Linked DNA regions of Sus scrofa: region 2 is linked to region 1. Evidence: chromatin contacts called from public HiChIP or PLAC-seq data. All regions are on one chromosome and are shown on one strand. Each heading gives the region's core, a stretch centred on a gene start, on an enhancer-like site or on the middle of the called end of the contact. The rest is flanking DNA. Distances are from core to core; before and after follow the strand shown.

The links. HiChIP or PLAC-seq counts read pairs in DNA pulled down with a chosen protein or histone mark.
Region 2: an H3K27ac HiChIP or PLAC-seq map of alveolar macrophages shows a contact between it and region 1. The contact joins the promoter of BBC3 here to the promoter of ARHGAP35 in region 1. A contact is called at or near these places in 3 of 5 promoter capture datasets (fetal liver, fetal skeletal muscle and liver), 7 of 47 Hi-C or Micro-C datasets (alveolar macrophages, embryonic fibroblasts, heart right ventricle and 3 more) and 2 of 2 datasets of contacts at active chromatin or transcription factors (alveolar macrophages and skeletal muscle).

The regions. Positions count from the first base shown.
Region 1 is chr6:52,709,325-52,713,799 of Sscrofa11.1, reverse strand. ARHGAP35 (rho GTPase-activating protein 35) reads right to left here and starts at 2,337. Exons shown (of 7, transcript XM_021094622.1): 1 at 1,587-2,337.
Region 2 is chr6:53,045,438-53,049,701 of Sscrofa11.1, reverse strand. BBC3 (bcl-2-binding component 3) reads left to right here and starts at 2,800. Exons shown (of 4, transcript XM_013998533.2): 1 at 2,800-2,901. The coding sequence starts at 2,899.

The DNA of each region.
Region 1 (4,475 bases), core at 1,088-3,587:
GCAGGGCAAAAAAAAGGGGGACAAATACAAGAAAGGAGAGACTGGAGGTTGAGAGGGGAATCAAAATGGTGGGGGGAGATCAGTAGGAAAACTTAGAATTTAGAAGCAACAGAGGTGCGAGGCAGTACCAACATGACCAGAGTTAAAGAGGACCACTCCAAGAGGAGACAGCAGCAGGAAAGTTAAAATGGATCCCCAAAATAGGCAGACAAGTGGACAGCTCCAAAAGGGGTAGAGCTGGAAGGAAAATAGAGAGGATGAGGCAGAAGCGAACAAATGAAAGAGCAGGGGCAAAAAGGATCGGGGCAGGTCTGAGATGCACAACAGGAAGGGAGGGGGTGATGGATCAGAGAGAAGTTACCAATAATTCAGTAAGGTAAAGGGCAAATCTAAGAAGAGCCAAAATGTGGAGGACAGGACTTGGAGATAGAGGGTGGAAGCAGGTCTTAAGCAGAGAATTGAAGGGGAAACAGGTCAAAGGAAAAGGGGGCAACTGAATGGAACAGCTCAAAAGAGGGCCAATAAGGAGGTGAGATGGAGAGGCAACAGGCAAGGACAACACCGGGGCAGAAAGGACTGCAGGGCGTGAGGCTGCAGAGAGGCTGAGTTAGGGAGAAAGGTCAGAGAAGTGAATTGCAGAAATGAGAGCTGCAGGGTCAGAGAAGGGGGAGGAGGCTGCTTCACGGAAGGCAAAGTCAGAAAGCAAGCAGGCTGGAGGGCACAGCAAGATCTGAGACTGAACGAGGGGCAGAGAGGGGAGGCAGCAAAGTCTGGAAGAGAGGAAAGGATGTGAATGACACATTTTGACTAAGGGAGGAGGCAGGCAAGGTGCATCTGAGAGGCAGGGGTCAGAGAGCCCAAAGGGGTATCCGGGGGGGAGGTGTGGGACAGATTTTGCGAGGAGACAGTAGGGCCCAAGAGGGAGATGGAATTAAGTCCAAAGAGAAGACCTGGGGCAGCAGTGCCGAGACAAACGGGGTCCCAGATGGATCTCCAAGGAGGTGGAACCGCAGTTCCTAGAGGGACAGCTCCAGGGGGTGCAAGAGAGGGTAACAGCAGACCGGTCAAAGAAGGGGGCAGGGGCAGGGTGCTGAGAGCGGAACGGGAGAAGGCAGAAGGGTCACGAACCAGAATGTGAAGGTCCAGAATTAAGGGATGCGGAAGGGTCACGGAGGAGGTGGGTCCCATGAGCACTGCAGAGTCCGGGAGGGGCGAGGGGCATTACTGAGGGAAGGAAGAGGGAAAGGGGAGGCGCAGAATTGCGAGCGGAGTGGCTGCAGTGGCCGAGGGAAGGGGGAGGCCGAGGCAGACACAGAGATCCCAATGGGTCGGAGGGTGGGGGCAGACGCGGCGACAGCAGGGCTGAGGCGGGCAGGGGCAAGTCCGAAGGGCAGGCGGGCCCCGGCGGGCCGGGCCACAGCGCGAAGCGGCGGGGCCCGGGGGGCTGGGGGGCCGCTCCCTCCCCTCCCCCTCCGGCTCCTCCATTGTTCGCGGGCTCCGGGCCCCGCGGTCCCCGCCTTCCCCTGGACCCCACAACGGGGCGGCGCCCGGCCTCGCCACCGGGGCCCACGAGCTCGCGCACTCACCAGCTGGACGTCCTCAGCGCGGCCCCGGCCTCCGGATTCCCGGGAGCGGCGACGGCGGCCCCGGCGCCATGTTCTGTTGCTCCTCGTCCAGCGGCGGCTGAAGCGGCGGCGGCGGCGGCGGCGGCGGCAGCTCCGGCGGCGGGGGGCCGGGCGGACCCTCCCTCGCGGGCTCCCTCCTCCGCCTCCTCCACCTCCTCCTCCCGCCGCTCCGCTGCTCTCCCTCGGGGCGGGGGGCGGGGAGGGGAAGGGGGGAGGGGCGGGAACCAGGGGGAGGGCGGACCAGCCTCGCTTGCTCGCTCCCTCCCTCCCTCGCAATGGCGGCAGCGGCACCTCCTTCCTGCGGCCCCAGCTCCCGCGCGCGTGCCCCCTCGCTACTGCGCGTGCGTGGTGCGGGGACCTCTGCAGGGGGATAACGGCCCCTGAGCGCGCGCCGCGAGGGAATAACCCGCGCTGGGTGGGGGAGAAGTGAAAGCCCGTACGCGCCCGAGGGGCTCACTGCTACCGCAGCGGCCGGGTCCAGGGAACGGGCGCACAGGGCGCAGTGCGCGTGCGCCCCAAGAAAATGCCGCTACTGCGGTGGCTGCGGCGCGAGGCAGCGCGAGGCAGAAGGAACGGGGTGGGCAACTGCGCGTGCGCGATAAGGGATGCCAGCCGCAGCGTCTACTCGCGCTGAGGCGAAGGGAGTGGTCCGCGGGGGGCGCGCGCACCGTTGCGCGCGCCAGAAGCAGCCGATGCCCTCCTCACGCGGCCTCTTGGAGAAAACGGGAGAGAGGCATGGCCCGGCTTTGGGGGCGGGGGCGAAGGGCGCGATCCCGCTCGCGCGGGACCTGAGCAGCCAATGAGAGGCAAAGGGAGGTGGGCTTGCCGCGCGAGCGCAGCCCCCGGGATAACGGAGGAGGAAAGAGGGAGCGACGTAACGTGGGGCGGTGGGACGGAGCTGAGGAGGAGGGAGCGCACCCAGTGAGGGAATTGATTGGGGAACAGGAGGAGGCGTGGCCCGCCTTAGCCCAATCCGAACCTTGCATTTCGTCGTTCCGGAAGAGAGGGCGGTGCTGAGGAGCGCGTGCTATTTTCCCAAGCAGTGAGGAAAATCTGCAGGTTATGTGCGAGTTATTAAGACTTGCTGTGGGTTCTGTGAAGCCCTGATTTCCTGGAGAGGGGCGAGGGCCTGGTCCTCCAGGTCAGCATTGTGCAAATGACTGCAAGTCAAATGTCAGTTCGGGCGCCCGGAGGGGAAATATTAGTGATGGGAAGGGGCACTGCTATAACCCCAGAGTTCTTGTGAACTGAAGAGGGGTTCCTCTGGGATCCCTCCGGAAGTACGGATCGTGGAAGTTGAGCGTTCTGGGAGCTCAGTCAATATTTAAGGAATGCATGAAGAAACGCTATGCTTCTTACTGCATTTTTCGTTTCTTAGTCTCTTCATGTAAAAAGTGGAATGATAATCTTATCTCTTTAGTAAGGTTTGTTGTGAGAATTTAAGGAGTTCTATGTGTAAAGCACAGAAAATCATGGCTTGTTCTAAAAACGTTGATGGAGTTTCTGTCGTGGCACAGCGGAAACGAATCCGACTAGGAACCATGAGGTTGAGTGTTTGATCCCTGGCCTCGCTCAGTGGGTTAAGGATCCGGCGTTGCCGTGAGCTGTGCTATAGGTCACAGACATGGCTGAGATCTGGCGTTGCTGTGGCTGTGGCGTAGGCCAGCAGCAGTAGCTCCCATTAGACCCCTATCTAGCCTGGGAACCTCCATATGCCGTGGGTGTGGCCCTAAAAAGACAAAAAGACAAAAAATAAAAATAAAAAAATTTAAAAAGTTGATAAATAAAAACCTTTGTCCTCACGGATGCTAGTCGTTGTTTTTTGTTTTCGTTGTTTTTTGTCTTTTTGCCATTTCTTGGGCCCCGCCCGCGGCATATGGAGGTTCCCAGGCTAGGGGTCGAATCAGAGCTGCAGCCCCCGGCCTACGCCAGAGCCACAGCAACGCAGGATCCGAGCCCCGTCTGCAACCTACACCACAGCTCACAGCAACGCCGGATCCTTAACCCACTGAGCAAGGCCAGGGATTGAATCCGCCACCTCATGGTTCCTAGTTGGATTCATTAACCACTGCACCACGATGGGAACTCCATTTTTTTGAGGTTACATCTCACTGCCCTTTTTCTTTAGTTGAAGTGTACTTGATTTATAGTGTTGCGTTAGATGTACCCAAGTTTTAAAGCAGCCCAGGGAGTTCCCTTTGTGGCTCAGCGAGAACGAACCTGGCTAGTATCCTTGAGGATGCAAATTCAATCCCTGACCCCACACAGTGGGTTAAGGATCTGGCATTGCCTGTGAGCTGAGCTGTAGGTTGCAGATGAATTTTGGATCCCATGTTGCTGTGCCTGTGGCAAAGGCCAGCAGCTGTAGTCCTGATTGGATCCCTAGCCTGGGAACTTCCATATGCATAGGTGTGACCATAAGAAGAAAAAAAATTTAAAGCATCCCATTAAATAAAGGTTTTCTGATTACCGATAAGGGTCAGTTCCTTTGACTTTTTTTTTTTTACACTTTTAATGCATGAAGTTTGATTTTTATATATTAAGGTTTGTTTTTAGCACTATGGCCTAAACAAATCCAGTACATGGGCCAAATTTTCTTTTTCTTTTCCTTTTTTTTTTTTTTTGCTTTTTATGGAGGTTCCCAGGCTAGGGGTTGAGTTGGAGCTGCAGCTACTGGTCTACACCACAGTCACAGCAACGCAGGATCTGAGCCTCATCTGTTGACCTACACCACAGCTCAGGGCAATGTTGGATCCTTAACCCACTGAGCAAGGCCAGGGCACAAACCTTTGTCCTCGCGGATGCTAGTCAGATTCGTTGACCTCTGAGCCATGGGAACTCCCAGCCAGA
Region 2 (4,264 bases), core at 1,551-4,050, 340 kb before region 1:
CAGAGCACAAGACAGCCCCTGCAACAAGGAATCATCTGGCCTCAAATGTCAGTAGGATGGAGGTTAAGAAACCCTGGAAGTTCCTGTCCTGGCTCAGCGTAACAAACCTGACTAGGATTCATGGGGATACAGGTTCGATCCTAGCCCTGGCCTCACTCAGTGGGTTAAGGGTCCGGTGTTGCCATGAGCTGTGGCGCAGGTTGCAGATTGCAGCTCAGATCTGGTGTTGGCGTGGCTATGGTGCAGGTTGTCAGCTGCAGCTCTGATTTGACCCCTAGCCTGGGAACCTCCATATGCCTTGGGAGGGTGGCCCCAAAAAGAAAAAAGAAAGAAAGAAATTCTGGTCTTCACCAAGCCTGACCCCTCCCCAGCCACCCCATCTGTGACCCCCCTCATTTGCTCTCTGTCTGTCTCTCCCCCTCTCTCTTTCCGACTCCCTCCCCTCCCCTGATCTGAGTCTTCCTGTCTCTCTGTTTGTATGTCTGTTTATTTTTGCTTCTCATCTTCTGTCAGAGGGATTGGTGACCCCTCAGATCTTCAGAACCCCCTTGTCCTTCCCCAGGGGAGTGGGGACCAAAGGCAGGATTGGAGGGAGGCCCAGAATGCTCCTCCAGGAACTTAGATGAGGGAGTCCCTTGGCCCCACAGGAGACCTGCCAGGGTAGAGGTGGAGGGTATTGAGTCTGGAAGACAGAGGCTGGGGATTTTCCCTCTTTGAGCCCCTATAGTAGGGGTCTTGAAAAGGCAGACCTTCAGCCAGTCACAGATTCTGTCTCTCTCTCTTTTTTTTATACGAGTTTTTTGTTTGTTTGTTTTGGCTGTGTCAGTGGCATGCAGCAGTTCCCAGGCCAGGGATCATACCCACACCACAGCAGTGACCTGAGCTAGAGAAGTGACAGCAACAGATCCTTAAACACTAGGTCACCAGGGAACTCCCACGCACACAGGATTTTTTGTTGTTGTTTTGTTTTTTGACTTTCTTCACTTAGCCACAGTCCCTACCATGCCCTGTTGTATTACACCAGACTCATTTCTCTCATTTAGTTCATATTAGCTCTCAAGTTTGAGACCCCTGGTCTGGGATGATACGATGGCAGAATTTGGAAAAAGAATCTGGACTAGATAGTGGGAAGGTGCAAATGCTTATGGTCTGGTGGATCCTTGGCCCTCTCATCTGCTTTCAGCCCTACCCACCAAGCCAGATTCATTTTTTGTCTTTTTTTTGGGGGGGGGCGTCTTTTTAGGGCCCCACCCATGGCATATGGAGGTTCCCAGGCTAGGGGTCAAATTGGAGCTGTAGCCACTGGCCTATACCACAGCCACAGCAACAAACCAGATTCTTTCACATTCATTTTCTTCTCAGAAGAATATTCTAGCATATCTGGCTTCCTGGTGTCCAGTCCTAGATGAAGCAGCTTTAGGGCACTGATCAGTGAATAAAGGGTTCAGTCTGCTCCATGAGCCCCTCTCCCAACTTCACTGCCACACGCAGTAATACTAGTGATAACGGCTAACCTGTAGTAGGTTATACCTCACCACGTGTGAGATGTTGTGCTCACTGACATCTGTGTGTGATCTCGTTTAAAAATGTCCAAGGCAGCATTTCTCAAACGCCTTTAGACTTGATCTACAGTCAGAAACACAGCCACTTTCTCTGTGACTTGGTGTATGTTCGCTATCATAAAAAATATTTTCATCAAACAATATTTTCCTTTGACTTTATGTTTTTTGTTTTTTTTTTTTTTTTTGCTTTCTAGGGCTGCACCCGTGGCATATGAGGTTCCCAGGCTTAGGGGTCGAATCAGAGCTGTAGCCACGCCGACCTATGCCACAGCCACAGCAACGCCAGATCTGGGCTGCGTCTGTGAACTAAGTAAGCCACAGCTCATGGCAATGCCGGATCCTTAACCCACTGAGAAAAGCCAGCGATTGAACCCACGTCTTCATTGTTACTAGTGGAGTTCATAACCTGCTGAGCCACGAAGGGAACTCCAACTTCATGAGTTTTTAAATGAGATTCTAATTTGCTTTTTTGGTTGGTTTTTGCCTGCACCTGTGGCACACAGAAGTTCCTGGATGGATCAGGGATCGAACCTGTGTCACAGCAGCAACCAGACCCAGTGCACTGACAATACCTGCTGAGCCACCGGGGAACTTCAGAAATTGTCCAAATCTTGATTGTGATGGTGTGCAATAATGTGCTTTTGTCCCAACTCACTAAAAACACCGAAAAATTTAATTATATGGCATGTAAATATATCTCAATAAACTTGAATAAAACACAATAAAGATCCACAGAAGTCCACAATCATGGTTTGCGCATGTGGGTCATGACCCTGAGTTTGAAAAACACTGGAAGGAAGAGAGGAAGGAGGGGGGAGTGAATGAATGAATGAATGAGGGAATGAATGAGGGAAAGCAAGAGGAGAGAGGGAGGCTGAATTAGTCCCCAGTACTGAAAGTAGGGGGATTACACATGAGATTTTAACATTTTCTGCTTCTCTTGGAAAATCCAAGGGTCTGGTCCTGGAGAGAGTGGAGCTTGAGAGCCTGAACAAGTGCACCTCTGCTCAAGTCTGGCACCCCTTCTTAGCCAGCCCAGAACTGAGCACTCAAGAGGCCCCTGGCCCTCTGATGACACAGTCTGGTTTGGGCTGTGACATGGAGGGAATGAAAGGTGCAGGGACGACAGAGCCCCAGAGCCCTGGGGGAGGGCGGGACACCGTGGGGTCACCGAGGTCACTACATCAGAGTACAGGAAGGAGTGACAACGGGAAACCGAGAAGGGAAAGGGAACCAAAAGGCAGAAAACCGAGCGAGAGTCAGTGCAGGGGCTGCCCGGGCATGTCCGTGCCCAGTGCCCAGGGCTTTCTGCTCACCCTGGTCCCCCACCAGATTCATGGTGAGTGTGGTCAGGGGTGCATGGCTTCTGGAGCGTGTCCCATCAGTGGGCCAGTGAGCAGGAACCTGTCACAGGTGTGACTTTGTGACTGTCTGTTGGGGGTCAGTCTTTTTTCTGTCTGATTGATCTGTGTCTGTGAGGGGCCATTTCTGCCAGTTTTAATGTGTCAGCTGGGAACCGGCTTGGGGGTGTGTTCCTGTGTGTCCCTGTGGTCCTGTCATCTAGATCAAGCCGCGTGTCCAGGTGTCTCTGTGACAGGTGTCCTGCGTGTATGTGCGTGTGTGTCCAGCAGCACTCGTCAGGAAGTTTCTACTTCCTGAGAAGCCCTCGGCTTGTGTCTATGTGGGCCTGTCGCCACTGTGCGTGTTGTGGGTACCCGCTCAGTGGGAATGCTTGTGAACAGAGCCGTTTTGTGGGCCCAGGCGTGCTCAGCAGTGTGGGTGTTTGTACAACTGCGTGACCCTGACATTGTGTCACTCCGTCAGTCCCAGCGATCCTGTTAGCAAGTCAGGCTATGTATTTGGGTCTGGATGTGTGTGTGCGTGTGGGCTCCATCAGTGTGTGAGTTTGTGTGTCCACGCCCCTGTCCAGGGTGTGTCTGCGAGTCGGCGTGTCTCCGTGCCCTGTCAGCACGTGACTTTGTGTACCCTGGAGCGCCAGGCGGTCAGGCAGCAGACAAGTCTCTGGGTGCGTGTGTCTGCGGGTCGCAGTCAGCGTGTCAGTGTGTCAGTGCGTGTGCGTCCGGCTGTCCCGCCATCAGCGCGGCGGGATCGCTGCGCCTCCACGCGGGGGAGAGGCCCTGCTCCGCCCGCGGCTGCAGGGAAACCCCCGGCGCCGCCGAGGTAGGGGGAGCGGCGCGCGCCTGCAAGTCCCGACTTGTCCGCGGCGGGCGAGCGGGCGGACGGGGCCGTGGCGTCACGCGGGGGCGGGGCGTGGGACCCGCCGGGCGGAGGCGGGGACGGGGGCGGGGCGGGGCGGGGCGGGGCGGCCGCTGAGCGGGCCCGGGATCCGACCGGCGGCCTGAGACGCTGCGCGAGCCACATGCGAGCGGGCGCCTGGAGGCGGCGGCGGCGGCGGCGAAATCAGCAGCAGCGGCGTTCAGGACGTAGACGCGCCTGCGGCCCGAGGAGCAGCCGCCGCTACAACAGCAACAGCAGCAGCCACTGCAGTTAGAGCAGCAGCAGAAGTCGCCACCGCAGCAACAGTCGCCGCAGCGAGCGGCGCTCAGCGGGCGCGCCCTCCTGAAGGAAGCCGCCCGCCCCCCATCATCGTCCCCTCCGGCGTGTTCATGCCCCCGGGGTGAGTGTGCCCACCCCGACCCTCCGCCAGTCGCGATTGGCCAGGCCCGGTGGGCTCCCTGGAG